2 separate regions of the Gossypium hirsutum genome follow, and region 1 is linked to region 2. A link is a contact called in public Hi-C data. All regions are on one chromosome and are shown on one strand. Each heading gives the region's core, a stretch centred on a gene start, on an enhancer-like site or on the middle of the called end of the contact. The rest is flanking DNA. Distances are from core to core; before and after follow the strand shown. Region 1 holds the start of LOC121210213 (violaxanthin de-epoxidase, chloroplastic). Region 2 has its middle 13 kb from the start of LOC121217130.

Region 1 (7,030 bases), core at 3,493-5,992, 57 kb before region 2:
GCTTGACTGATGAGATAAACTGTTTTGTTCAGCAACTGCATAACGAATTTTCCCTAAAGGATTTGGATGATCTTCATTATTTTTTAGGTGTTAAAGTCAGTTGATCATCTACTAGTAGTCTCCACTTATGTTAGTGCAAATACATTCAGGATCTTATTGACAGGTGTTCTCCGGCTAATGCAAAAAAGTGTTCATACGCCAATGATTAGTTCTTCTACATTATCTAAAGATGAGGGTACTCGTCTTGCTGACCCTACTGAATATAGAAGTCTTGCTGGAGCTCTTCAATACGTGGTTTTAACCCGGCCAGATATTGCATATGCAGTAAATCATGTGTGTCAATTCATGCATGCCCCTACTACAGTTCATATGGTAGCGTTAAAACGTATATTGAGGTATTTACATGGCACTATTAGTTATGGGCTAGTGTTTTGTCGATCTGACAAACAATCTTTAGTGGGTTATGCAGATGCCAACTGAGGCCTAGATTTTGATGACCGTCGGTCCACTACAGGCTATTACGTCTACTTTGGTCATACACCTGTCTCTAAAAAGCAGCAAGTTGTTTCTTGCTCTACAGCTGAGGCTGAATATAGAAGTTGGCTACAACTACTAGTGATGTTGCGTGGCTAGTTTCTCTACTTACAGAATTACAAATCGGTTCTACTGATCCTCCTGCTATTTGGTGTGATAATTCCAGTATAGTTGCTGTTACTGCTAATCCAGTGTTACACTCCAAATTTAAACATGTCGAACTTGACTTATTTTTTGTTCGTGAAAATGTGGCTAGTGGCTCCTTTATGGTTGATGAAGTACCAGCATGTGACCAGGTTGCAGATATTCTTACTAAACCATTATCCTTCTCTAATTTTGCTCGGTTTCGAAGTTTACTTCAAGTCTTACCCCTTGAGAAGCTGGATGAATGTTAGAGTAAAGAGATTAGGGACTGTTAGTTTGTTATTAGTCAGTTGCTGAGTCTGGTGTATAATTGGTTAGGAGCAATTATTCATTTTCAAATATATAAACATCATATGTTTAATTGATGAAGGCAGATATGCATACTAAAAAGATTTCTAAGTAAATTCAATTTTATCAAATTGTTCTTTAGTTTAGTATAGTATTTTACAATCCAAAACAATCATTATTAGCCACTAGACCCAATTCAAATTCGTCTTCTGTTGGATTATTACAAACTTATACAACTTGAATGATACGTTTCTACGATGACAGCAGCGACCCTCTTCTCCTTTAGCCATGAAAAAGCTTCACAAACTGCTAATGCCATGGATATGTTAGCCTCCATACACCCATCTCTATAGGCTAAGACTACAGAACCATATTTTTACAAATTACATATACTAGCTCGCATTTGCCTTCTTATATCAACGGATAGAAGGGTTGGTTGTCCAGGGAAATTTAATACCAATAAAAATCATTTATCACTTAATAGTTAACACTTACATTTGCTTCTTTGGCACTAAAGATGTTAATTCTTAGGGATAATACAATTTTTAGCCATTTAACTTAATAATTAAGTCTATTTTAGTATTTTTATATTTTTTATTCATTTTTATACTTGAACTTGTCAATTAGATTCAAGACTGATTAGTTGGGCCTATTGAACTAAAAATAGACTGATATATTAGTTCGAACAAAGTGGTTGAACCAATTTAATAAATTGTTTATAAAATTTTAATTAATTAATTAATTGATTATTATTGATCTAGCAATTATACCACGTCATTATTTAAAATTTTTTATATTTTTTAATTTTCAAGTAATGATGTGGCACAATGAGATTGTGCCATATCATCACACTTATATATATTTTTAAATTTAGGAACCAAAATGAATCTAACTCAAGTTTAAGTATCAAAATAAATTAAAAAAAATACACTAAAATAAATTTAATTGTCAAGTTTAAGTGCAAAAAATTATATTATCCCGGAGGAAATGGCGTACAGGCAAACTTTGCTAAAATCTATAGGTTTAAATTCTTTTATTTATTTATTTCTGAGAAACATTTTATTAAATTAACAAAATAATTTAAGTAAAAGATTACATTCATTTCAAAATCTAAATATTTCAAAGAAAAGTAGGAGATATATTTATTCAAACAAGACAAAAATCCAATAAAAACAAACATAGGATTAGGAATTTATTGTACCATATTAGCTTATAAAATTAGAGGATTAAAAAATGAGAGGAAAACGTTATAGAAAAGTGTGAAATTTAGCAGAGGAGTGGAGAACTGCAGGCCCCTAAACCCTAAAAACAGTCGAAATTGGAGGAAAAGGATCCCACATCGCCTCAATACATAAAACAGCATCCCAACCCACTTCCATAAATTAAAGAGCTAATGGAGATATAAAAATCAAGGAGCCGTGCGGTGAGCACAAAGCGAACTATTCTTTCGCCTTTTACTAAAGAATACCGTGTGCTCGCGGCTCTTAGCGGCATACGCCTATTTTTGGAGGGTGGTTCTATATGGAACGCCTCTATCAACTGTTAGTGAAAGACTTTAAAATTTAGTTTCAGGTATTAAAAATGAAAAAATCAAAATATCACATTCTAACTTCGAAACTCACCTATTCACTCTAGGAATTCATGAACATTAGGCCATCCTTAAACTGAGCTCCAGCTCTGGTCTTTTGCATCAACCATTGAATGTAAACTTGAACCTTCTGGAATTCCTAATGGAGGATCTTGGCATGCACAGTTATCAACCGTATATAATTCCCATTCCTTAATTCCACATTTCTCCAAAGCTGAAGATAATCTGTTGTTCTGTGTCTGTTTAGGGTATGTCCCATCCGGACTAACCAGCACTGCTCCAGTATACGATTGTCCGGCCACTCGTGCTGCCCCATGGTAATGGAACAGACCCCAGCTAAAATTTTCTGATACATCTACGATTGTCCAATACTCGTTCGAAACAACCCCGTTATCCAAGACACTGAAGTAAAATGTCCCTGGAACGTTTGCTCTCTTGACTCGATATTTACGACGCCTCCAAACCAATTCTCCTTCTAAAGTTTTAACCTGAAAAACTGGCTCGTACCAAAACGATCCCTTCGCCTTTCCCCTGTAAAATAGCTGGTACTGACATGGGAACTGATCATAGGCTGGGTTCTGTCCTGCTACGACTCGCCAACTCCAATCCAAACTCCCCAACCAACCAACAAATAAATCTTTGGCGGTTTCATGGCACAAGTCCTTCCCTCGAAACTTAAGCATAGGCTGCACGTACGGCTTTTCGGGGATCTTCGCATCTAAATCAAGACAATTGTTTTTCTGAAGAACACACAGAGAAAATGCTTCTAGTTTCGGACTTTCAAATGAAGCAATACACCGATAATTACACACCTGATCTACAGGGCTGCATTTGTTCAAGCATTGAAGTGCTTTCCTACAATTCGGATCCATAAGACAATCCAATATCTGAGGTCCACAATTCTTCACCATACAGTTCAGGGTTGAAAAGCCCTTTGATCTCAAGTTCTTCAAGACCGGGACTGGCTGAATATAAGCATTGATAATAACCAACAAACAGAACCTTATATCGTCAGAATTACACCGGTCCCATGCCTCCGATACGGTTTGCACAACTTCCTTTGTTTCATCTGTTTTCTTCAGTTGAGAAATTCCCACCAATTTGTCAAAGATACTTCCTTTCATTTCACTGTGGACATAAGAGCCTCCTAATTTGTTAACCAAACCCGGATCGGATTCAAAGCAGATTACGTTAGGGATGTTTCCGCTATTTGTCCCAATCCATTTCACCGAGTCTTGATTAGTAACAGCTACAACTAGCAAAATATCTGCACAAGCCAATTCCTTTTGCAGATCCATGGCTGTTTGATCATTAGATTGATGGAAATTGTCAGGGAAAACAACCATTTCATATCCTTCATCCACCCATTTCAATCTTTTTGCCTGATCAGTAGCATAAACAATCAAGAAACCATATATAATTCCCAAAATAGCACTATCAAAATTCCAGTTGCTCAATAAAAAAGTCCATTAATGTAAATGCAACACTACAAAATAAACTGATAGCTTTTTAGGTTCAATTGCAAGTTTTGCTACACTAAATTAATTTACTATCAATGTTAGTAAAATTGTAAAATCATAGACTCTTTTTTTCTTTATTTTTTTGTCGAAATTTTAAATCTATATGAAAAAAAAGATTTTCCAAATAACTTTCAAAATCTTAAACAAAAAGTAAAATGAGAACGAAAAAAAAATGAATTTGAAGAAAATATCAAGTAAAAAATAGTAACACTTACGGTGTGCATCATAACCTCCTCCCAGGGGGTGCATTTTAATGGGCTGACGCTTCCTTGGCCGACCACTGCCACAATCCTTACCGGCGGGTCTTTTTGCTCCGTCACCGCATTTTTTTCCTTCTCCGTCTTTAGAACCACAGTAACAGTTGGTCTAGAGCTGGAAGTCGGATGAAGTGGAAAACGAGAGGCTCTGAATCGATGGTTTGGCGGAGATAACGCGGTGCGGATGGAGGTGAAGCAGCGTTTGAGCGGAGCACCGGTTTTGGATTTGGATAGAGGTGGAGGCGGAGGTTCCAGAACCAAGCTCATGACTTTACGGGCTTGAAAGGTAAGAGTGGGAGGGAGAGTTACTTGGAACGCTAAACTAAGTAGGATTGAAAATGGTGGTTGGTTGTTAGAGGAGTGTAGAACCCGCCCGCCTTTTCCAACTTGCTAGAACCGGCGTTTCAATACGTGGCGTGTTTCTGTTGAAGGATATGTTAACATACGCTCCGGTCCTCTTAATTTTAATATTAAACAAATTGATCCCTCGAAAAAAAAGATGAAAATAATTTAATCCTGTAAATTTTGAAAGTAAGCAACTAAGGACAATTAATAAAAGCAATAATATTTTTAAACAATTTTACATGAATTTGACTAGTATAATAACAAATTTAGCTCTGATAATTTACACATTCTATCAATTTGATCATAATTTAATAAATTTAACCCACAATATTTTTGCAAATATGTAAATGTTTGAGATTAAATTTGTTGAATTTTTTAAAATCAAACTCAAATTAAAAATATATATATATGTAAACATTGAGGGATAAATTTGTTACTATATCAAAATATATATATTGTGGGTTAATAAATTTAACCCACAATATTTTTGCAAATATGTAAATGTTTGAGATTAAATTTGTTGAATTTTTTAAAATCAAACTCAAATTAAAAATATATATATATGTAAACATTGAGGGATAAAATTGTTACTATATCAAAATTATACACAATTGACGAAAGAGAGACTAATTGACAGTTTCAAAATTAAGAGAGACTAGAGAAGTGTTTTACCCTCGAAATATTAATTCAGAGAAGTTAAATTCTGTTATTAGTCCCTGCACTATCCTTAGATTGTAAATTTAGTATTTATGTCCTAATTTTATCAAATTTAATCCCTATAATTTATAAAATTTGAAATTGAAGTGAATTAGAAAGTTGTGTACTTAAGTGAGCAGTGGTTTGGTGTGGATTATGTTGTAATTTAAAAATATAAAGTTTGAAGTTAGTAATAACATTGAATTTCACCAATTCTGAATCAGATTGGATTGTGTGTATTTCAGCATCACCCACTTTACAGAAGGCATTGCCCGGCGGCTGCATCATCGCAAACGTCAATTCTCAATTCCAATTGTGTATTATAAAAAGAAAACCATAGCAGCCTCTTAAAGATTCTAATCCCATAACTTGTCCATTGGTAAGGTTCATAATAATAAATATTGTTGCACAATCAAATTCTCTATTTTATATGTATTATCTCTATTAATATATTTGTGTAAAATTATTTTAATTTTACATTTTTATATGATAAATATTTTAAGAATGAAGAAATAATAGAGGATACACGCGATTATCACTAAACTTGGCTACAAACTTGTGAATCGTCGTATCCTCGTACTTTTCACAAATGCCAGGGGATGAATGAAATGCATAATCCAATCTTCGAAACCTTTCGTGTATATATATATATGTACAGACTATTTTAACTTAAAAAGCATTTTCAATTGAGCGGGGCGTCACCGCAAACGTCACATTTTCAACTCCAATTATTACTTCTTCTTTTTTTGGTGTGTATAAGAACCCATAGCAGCCTCTGCAATTATCCTCATTCCATTAACTGTCAAGTTATAACTAGAATACCGACTCATCATCTGTCCTTCAATGGCGGACCAACAACAACAACCCCCCCAAGTCCTCTTAGTAACTTTCGCTTCTCAAGGCCACATTAACCCTTCCCTTCAATTTGCAAATAAACTCATCAACAGTGGTGTCCACGTCACGTTGATGTCGGTTTCTTCCATGATTCACCAATTCAACAAAGCTTCACCTGTCCATGGCTTGTCCTACGCCTATTACTCCGACGGCTATGACCATGCCTTTCAACTTTCCGGTGACACGAATCATTACCTGTCCGAGACAAAGCGTCACGGTACTCAATCCTTGAGAGAGTTTCTTGCTGATCAAGGCACTAGGTTCACTTCCATTGTTTACTGTACTCTTCTCCCTTGGGTGGCAACGGTGGCTCGTGAGTTTCACATCCCAGCCACCCTCCTCTGGTTCCAACCTGCTTCTCTTTTGAACATCTGTTACCATTACTTCAAGGGATACGATGAGATCATTACCAAAAACATCGATGACCCCACGTTTACAGTTCAGATGCCGGGGCTGCCACCGCTTTCTCGCCATGATTTACCTTCCTTTTTCATCCCGTCCAATCCACAAGCTATGCCACTCTTAACCATGAAAGAACATGTACAAGTTCTTGACCAAGAGACCAACCCCAGAGTTTTACCAACCCCAGAGTTTTAGTTAACACGTTCGACCTATTAGAAACTGAAGCCATAAAAGCGGCTGACAAGTGGTACAGTATGGTCGGAATCGGACCACTAATGCCAAACCTTGCTGAAACATCCATGGGAGGTGATCTTTTCAAGGTCACAAAAGAGCATAAAGAAATGGAATGGCTCAACACAAAG
Region 2 (6,962 bases), core at 3,834-6,333:
GGGATACAACGAAGTTTTGAATTTCCTTTGATTAGCAAAATCGAGTAATTCCCTAATTCTTACTCTAGTTTCTGAAAATAAGATTGATTGTAATTGTGTAATTTGTTAGCACCATAATGTCTCTATTTATATGCACTCAATGAATACAAATTTGAAGAGCCACAACCTTTCATATTGGACATACTTCTTGGGAGAAACATGTCCCATGAAAATTTATCCATTGGATGATAAATAATCACTTTTAATTTAAATAGTGTTTATGAATAATTAAATCCGTAAGATGATAAATCATCACTTTTAATTTTTTGAATTATGCTATTTAATATTATTATTATTTTATTTTATATTTTGTTTTGAGTTTGGTTGATTTTAAAAATTGATTTTTTAACACTCAATAATAATATGTGACATTATATTTTATTTAAAATGCATGACTAATATAATATATGAAAAAAATCAAATTAACTCTCATTACTATTTTCTTGCAAAAATAGAACTCTTATGACTATTTTTAACTCCAAAATTAATAAATTTAGTTTTTCTTTTTATAAATTTCTAAAACCTTAAACTTTTAGACTAAAAAAACACCAAAACCTAGACCCTTTAGACCTTAAATTTAGATCTAACATTTTCCTTAAAATCATAAATTTTAAAATTCTAAATTTGAGCCCACCATACCATAAATTATAAATCTAGTTGAACAGAAAAAAAAACATAAACCTTGCATTACTATTATTATTTGTTAATTTTATTTAATTTCTTTGACATTAATTTTATTTAATTAATCAACACTAGTTAGGATTACAATATTATTAAAGTGAATTGAACTAGTGTTAGAAAGTGTATGAGATTAATTATAAATTCTTTTAAAAAATATAAAGTGACACATTTTTATTGTATGCCTAAAAATTCTAATATAATATAATTTTTTTTATTTTTCATGTATTAGGTGAAAGGATCGGAGAAAAGTGAGCTTAAAGATTAATTTTGTCAAATTTTTGCGAATTCTTATTCTTATTATTTTTCATCTATATATATTCAAATTTTGATTCCTAATACCCCATAGATAGTTTGAATAGTCTTTTGTATCCACTTGCTCAATTAATTCAATAGTCTTTTTCATTACCTTTCTAAATGAAACTCGATTCTTTAATTGTCCGACTATTGAATTTCTAGTTGATAATGCTTTAATATTTCAATTATATCTTAAGCTATAGTACTCTAATTTGGGCTTATAAGAGACCACTTCAAAGAGAATCAAAAGATCCATCTAAACTTATTTTATGATCTAGACTCAAAATGTTAGGAAGAAACCAAAAATTGTTAGGATACAAATTTACCAAAAAGCTAAAAAAAAAAACTCTTTTAAATTATTAAGGCAACTTTTGCCTTTTCTCTTTTATGTGAACTTTGTCCTACATAATATAAAAGAAGAACAGAAGTATATATAAAACCATTGAGTTCTAAATTATTTCTTTATGTTCTAAAATACTTTCCCTTTTAGTTTTATTTATTGTGGATCTCATTTTTAGAATTAAGTTTTAATAATAAAAAATATTAATTAATAAATACAATAAAATAAATATTTTTTAATTTACATTTGATTTTTTTAAAACAATCAAATATATTATTTTACCTTATTTTATCTTAGAAGAAAATCATGGTATAATCTTTGGTAAAAATATAATTTGTTCATGGACCGGATCGGGTTGATTTCGGGTCCAACCAAAAATTTAGGCTCATTTTCTAAGTTTGGCCTGAATAAAAATACTAAAACACGGGCCCGGCCTGCCCGTATTACTTTTTCTATATTATTTTTTATATAATTTTTAAATATATATAATACATCAAAAATACTAAAAACATTTAAATAAAAATTTCTCAACAAATTAAAAATAAATTTTAAAAAATATGTACACTTAAATAAAACTAATATAGATGCAACTTAACAAGCAAATGCCTCTAAAAGAATAACAAAATTAACAATAAAACAAGTGTTATACAATATCCAGACAATAACAAAATAGTAGTAACATAATAGTGAAATAGTAGCAAACAACAAGAAAATAGCATTAAAACAACAAAAAAAATAGTAAATTTTTTTGCCATTTTGTAAATTCGGGCTAGGCCAAAAATGCCTTACCCAAGGCCTAACTCATTTTTTAAACGGGGCTTATTTTTTTTTTACCCAAACTCATTTTTCAAGCCTATATTTTTGTTCAAACTCTCACTTTTCAAACCAGCTTTAGCCTAGCCCATAAGTAAGTCTAAACTGTGCCTCTATTTCATTTTTAATATTAAAATATTTTACATTTACTTTAATTAAATCAACCAAATTTACATACTTAATTATTTAATATATATTCACTTTTAATTCCTTCTCACATCCACTTTAATTAAATTGAATCAATCAATCAAATTTATGAATCAATAAAATAAATATAACATCATATTTATTTTTTTAAAACTACAAACTGTTTACCTATTTCGTGTCATAATATTATTTTTATTTAATTTTTTAAATTATTTTAATATCATATGTCCAAACTAACTAACGAGACATTTATATTGTTATATATTTTTTAAAAGTTCAATTTAAAAATATTTTAATTAATATACAGGATGATAGGTAAAAGAATTAGTGTGTTCATAAAACACACAATATTCACCATCACTACTAACCAAAACAAAACAAATAAAAAACTAGTGATAAACATATTTAGCACTCCTAATCTTTATCTAAAAATAGACATAAAAACATGGCATTAAAAGATATAGCAAGTTGCACTAATTTTAGGTAAAAATACTAAAGAACACCACTCAAAAAAAAAAAAAAGTAATCTGAACACAAAGTAATGAATATGTTCCCATACAGATAACTGAATTGTGTAAAGAATGCACACAAGTCAAGATCAGATCAACGGCTGCACCCCATATTCCATATATAAATGTCAATTCAATTCTTGCCATTTTTATCTCACCTTCACTGAAACTGGAAAACATGCAAATTATCAAATGAAAATTCAACCCAGACTTTCAATTGTTCCCATGGGAAATGCCAATTTAGGCACACGTCTATTTCTTAATGCAATTTAAGTCTTTGGGGGTACCCAATCCTATCACCATAAATTAACAAAATGGTGGGAGGGAATTCAAATTATCCCTTATAATTTTGAGTAAAAGAGGAAAAAAAGACATAAACCATGCACTTTAACATTATGGACAACAGTGGAGTGAGAGATTATATGTAGTGTAAAATTAATATCTTTTTGTATTTTTACGTATATTTTTATACTATTATTATTTTAATGATTTAATCATTAAATTTATTGATATAATTATACTTGGTATGTATGTAAATTTTTGAATCAATTCGATATTTCTATCATATTGGTTGAAAATATTATATATATTAATATTTATTTGAACAATTGAAATTTTCTTCTTCTTTTTTTTTAACATAAAACAAGTAGTTAAAAGTTTTAGATTCATGTCAAATTTGACTTGCATGATTTATATGAATAGAATATAAAATTTAACAGTTAAATCGTTAAAATACTAATCATACAAAATATAAGAAAATATATAAAACTACTTTTTTTTTATCCTTCATGTTTGTTTTAATGTCCATGTTTAAGGTTCATAATTATTCCTCTTAATAATACCGTATCTAAATTTTATATTGGTATAAATAAATGTTTTCTCATATATAGTTATTTAGCATAAAAAAGAGAACCACAAAATTTAAGTAAAGAATGTTAATGGAGTTGTTAGCTATCGCATTCTCTTTCTTTTAACCATTAAGCATTCACAACTAATTTTCACAATAAAGAGTTTTTAAATCATACGTTAAAAATTAAAAAAGATAGCTATTATTTATATGCTAATCCGTTAAATTTGCTATTGCATGTACTTTAAATTAATTATTTTAATCTTTGTGCTTTTGAATTTTAAAATTGGGATCCTCACCAAATGTAGTTATTAAATTTGTTAAGTTAATTTTTATTATTTTCAAAATTATGTGGAATATTGTCTAAATTTATTATTTTTCACATACTACTCACAAAACGTCAATTAATAGTTGTTTACATCAAAACTAAAATTTTAGAATTCAAGAATTATAGAGACTAAAAACAATCTATTTGAAAAACATCGATTATATTTACAACTTTAAGTATAGTACAAGATAAAATTAAAAATTAATCAACGAAATTTAACTATTATTGTTTAGATCAAGACTGAAATCTCAAAATTTAGTACAAAGACTAAATTTAATAAATTAAAACATATAAATTAAATCTATAACTTATACAACTATTATAATTTTTTTTTACCCATTCAAACCAACTGTTTGAGGATCATAAAGTTTCACAAGAAAGGAAATTTTGGCAAATTGCCGACAAAGATGTGATTCCAACAGTTGCATGTTTTTTTCCATTGACTATTTGTAAAGATCTTTCCAATTTAAGAGATGCTAAGTCGTTTGTGAGCTTCTCTCTAAGATACTGCATATGGCTGCAATTTCTTTTATTTGTTAATCCAGCTGATTTTTTATTTTTATTTTTATTTTTTACTTGTTGGGTGGTTTGGAGTTGTTTAATTAGTTATATATTTTTATAATAATGAAATTATAATTTTATTATTTTAATATTTTATATCTTTATACTTTTTAAAAAATTAAATCAAAAATTTATTATTATTGAAGGGTAAAGTGTAATTTTATCATTATTAATTTAAATTTCTATAAATTATAAGGGACTAAAAAAAATTTTTCATTTTAAGGAAGTCGGGGTGCTGCTAGCCCCTGGCTTCCGCCCTTGGAGCTACCCCTCCCAATAATGCCATTCCCAATATTTAAACCTAGTCTTCTTAAAAATACAATTAATTTTACTACTATACCTAACATTAATTGATTATTTTTTTTAATTTTTAATATATATTCAGGAAACAATTTAGTGATAAGTCAAGCTTTTATCTTCATTTTAAGTCACGGTTGCACTTTAGATTAGCCACCAGCAGCAGACATCAAGAACCTACCATGAACCCCATGGATGTTGCTGATATTGCTCTTATAATAAGTGGCTGAACTAAAAAGCAAAATTCATTTGTGCTTTAATCAAATCCTAAACCACCCACATATTTAAGGAGGGGTAGGTGGGTGAGCAAACACTAATTCCAGGAAAGTGCTTTCTTGGAGTTGGAGGGCCTGTCCAACAATTAATGATTGGAACCTCACTAAATTAAATATATAATTTTATAGGTTACTTTGGTCCAATTACTGACTTTTCTATCATCTGTTCCTTTCTGATGAAATTCCAAGCAATTCTTCCAGATTTGGTAATGCAATTTTAGCTTTTAAGCTTTTTTCTTGATGAAAGTGGATTTTCTGGATTAAAGGATTGATTAGCATAAGATTGAGAATATATGGAGGTGTAATCCAGCTTGATTACCTGATGACAATTATATTTCATTTGAGTTCAACCCAAGGTGAATTTCTATATTCGAAAGCTTGTGTTCGATTAAGTTCATTTATTAATTTTTATATTTAAATTAGAAATCGAATTTATTTAAACTCTTTTTATATAATAAAAGTAAACAAAAAATACATCAAAATGAAAAGCATAAACAGGTTGTGAGATCTAAAGAAATCAAGAATTACAATATAGTAGATATATTATTTTGTTGCATTTGAATGGGACAAAGATGAAATATTAAAATGAAAATGTAAAAGGGGAGTTGCTAGGCAACTACGTATAGTAGTTATCATCAAAAAGATTGGTTTGACTAAAGCAAAAGCCAAATTAATGTTAATCTCATCAGTTCCGGAAGGTCAAAATCACTGAGAAGCAAATTAGTGGTAAAAACCTTTTAAAAATTTTCCAGCCAAATACTGTTAGTGCTGTCAAATGAAGCTTCCTTGTATCCTTCTTTGACTGACCCAATTTCTCCATGGATTAGCGGAATAAGAAGGTCAAGATCTTATCTTGAAGTCATTTCCTTGCACTTTCACACATACCCCTTTACACCCAAACAAACAAATTCAAAAAGCCAAAACATGGTAATTAAAAATAATTCTATTGAAAATGGTGTTTGTTCCTATTAATTAATAATATTTCATTGGATTTTCCTTGTTACTGCCTCTTCATGTCATGGTTTGGTGTGACCCCTCATGCTGGATTGACCTTAGAATCTGATTTTTGACTATAAATTGACGTATTCAAGGTGGTGTGGTGTCAATTATTAATCAAATCTGATATCCAATTTATAAATAAAGTGGAAAAAAGTCTAATTCTGCTTTACTCCATCTAATTTTAATTTCAACAATTTAATTTATACCACTTCTATTAATCAAAAAAAATTTATGATTGTGTGCAAGTTATGTAGGCAAAAAGAAAATTATCGATTTTTACTCTGCTATTACAATTCTTGATTTAGAACTAAAAACCCTTATTGTTTATTTCGCTTTTCATATTTTTAATTTAACGGATTTCCTTTAACAATGCTATTAACTAGACTTTAATTATTAAATCAAAAGAGTACAAGAGATTAAATTCCTAGAATTAAACATAGATAAACTAACCACAAGGTATGACATGATAATTGCTCATCTTGTCCCTTAATCATGTGATCAGGGGTTCGATCCCTACTTATAGTGATAGAGCACATTTCGTGACCAATTGTTTACTTATTCAGAGAGCATTGACGCAAAGGGATTAATCATTACTATTGATGATGGATACATTAGTTTTCACAAAAAAAAAAAACGTAGATGGATTAATTTTTAAATGTGCAAAAATTGTAGGGAGTAAGAGCATAAATTAAACAGAATAAAAACTGAAAACTCATTTTTTTATTGTTAAATGAAATTAAAGTTTTTTTTAAAAAAAAAGAGAAATTAAAGTTGCAATAGATGATAGTTAGAATTTATGACCAAACATATAAAAGTATTTATCATTCACAAT

The links. A called contact is a pair of places that touch in the nucleus more often than the background predicts.
Region 1: a contact with region 2 is called in a Hi-C map of leaf, with 2.4 times the contacts expected there. The contact joins the promoter of LOC121210213 here to the enhancer-like site in region 2. A contact is called at or near these places in 6 of 34 Hi-C or Micro-C datasets (anther, leaf and petal).

Annotation. Positions count from the first base shown.
Region 1 is chrA02:100,082,367-100,089,396 of Gossypium_hirsutum_v2.1, reverse strand. LOC121210213 (violaxanthin de-epoxidase, chloroplastic) reads right to left here and starts at 4,742. Exons shown (of 3, transcript XM_041082323.1): 1 at 4,290-4,742; 2 at 2,589-3,936; 3 at 2,134-2,505. The coding sequence starts at 4,598. The coding sequence ends at 2,626. It overlaps LOC121217059 (U5 spliceosomal RNA), which reads left to right and starts at 2,381; the gene lies at 2,381-2,497. It also overlaps the pseudogene LOC121210197.
Region 2 is chrA02:100,026,157-100,033,118 of Gossypium_hirsutum_v2.1, reverse strand. No RefSeq gene overlaps it. Among protein-coding and RNA genes, the nearest start is that of LOC121217130, 13 kb to the right of the region's middle. Within about 2 kb of position 5,083, at least 3 of the 9 cell types and tissues checked have an H3K27ac peak or open chromatin away from gene starts, as enhancers often do. A contact at or near this core is called in leaf, where this site is marked.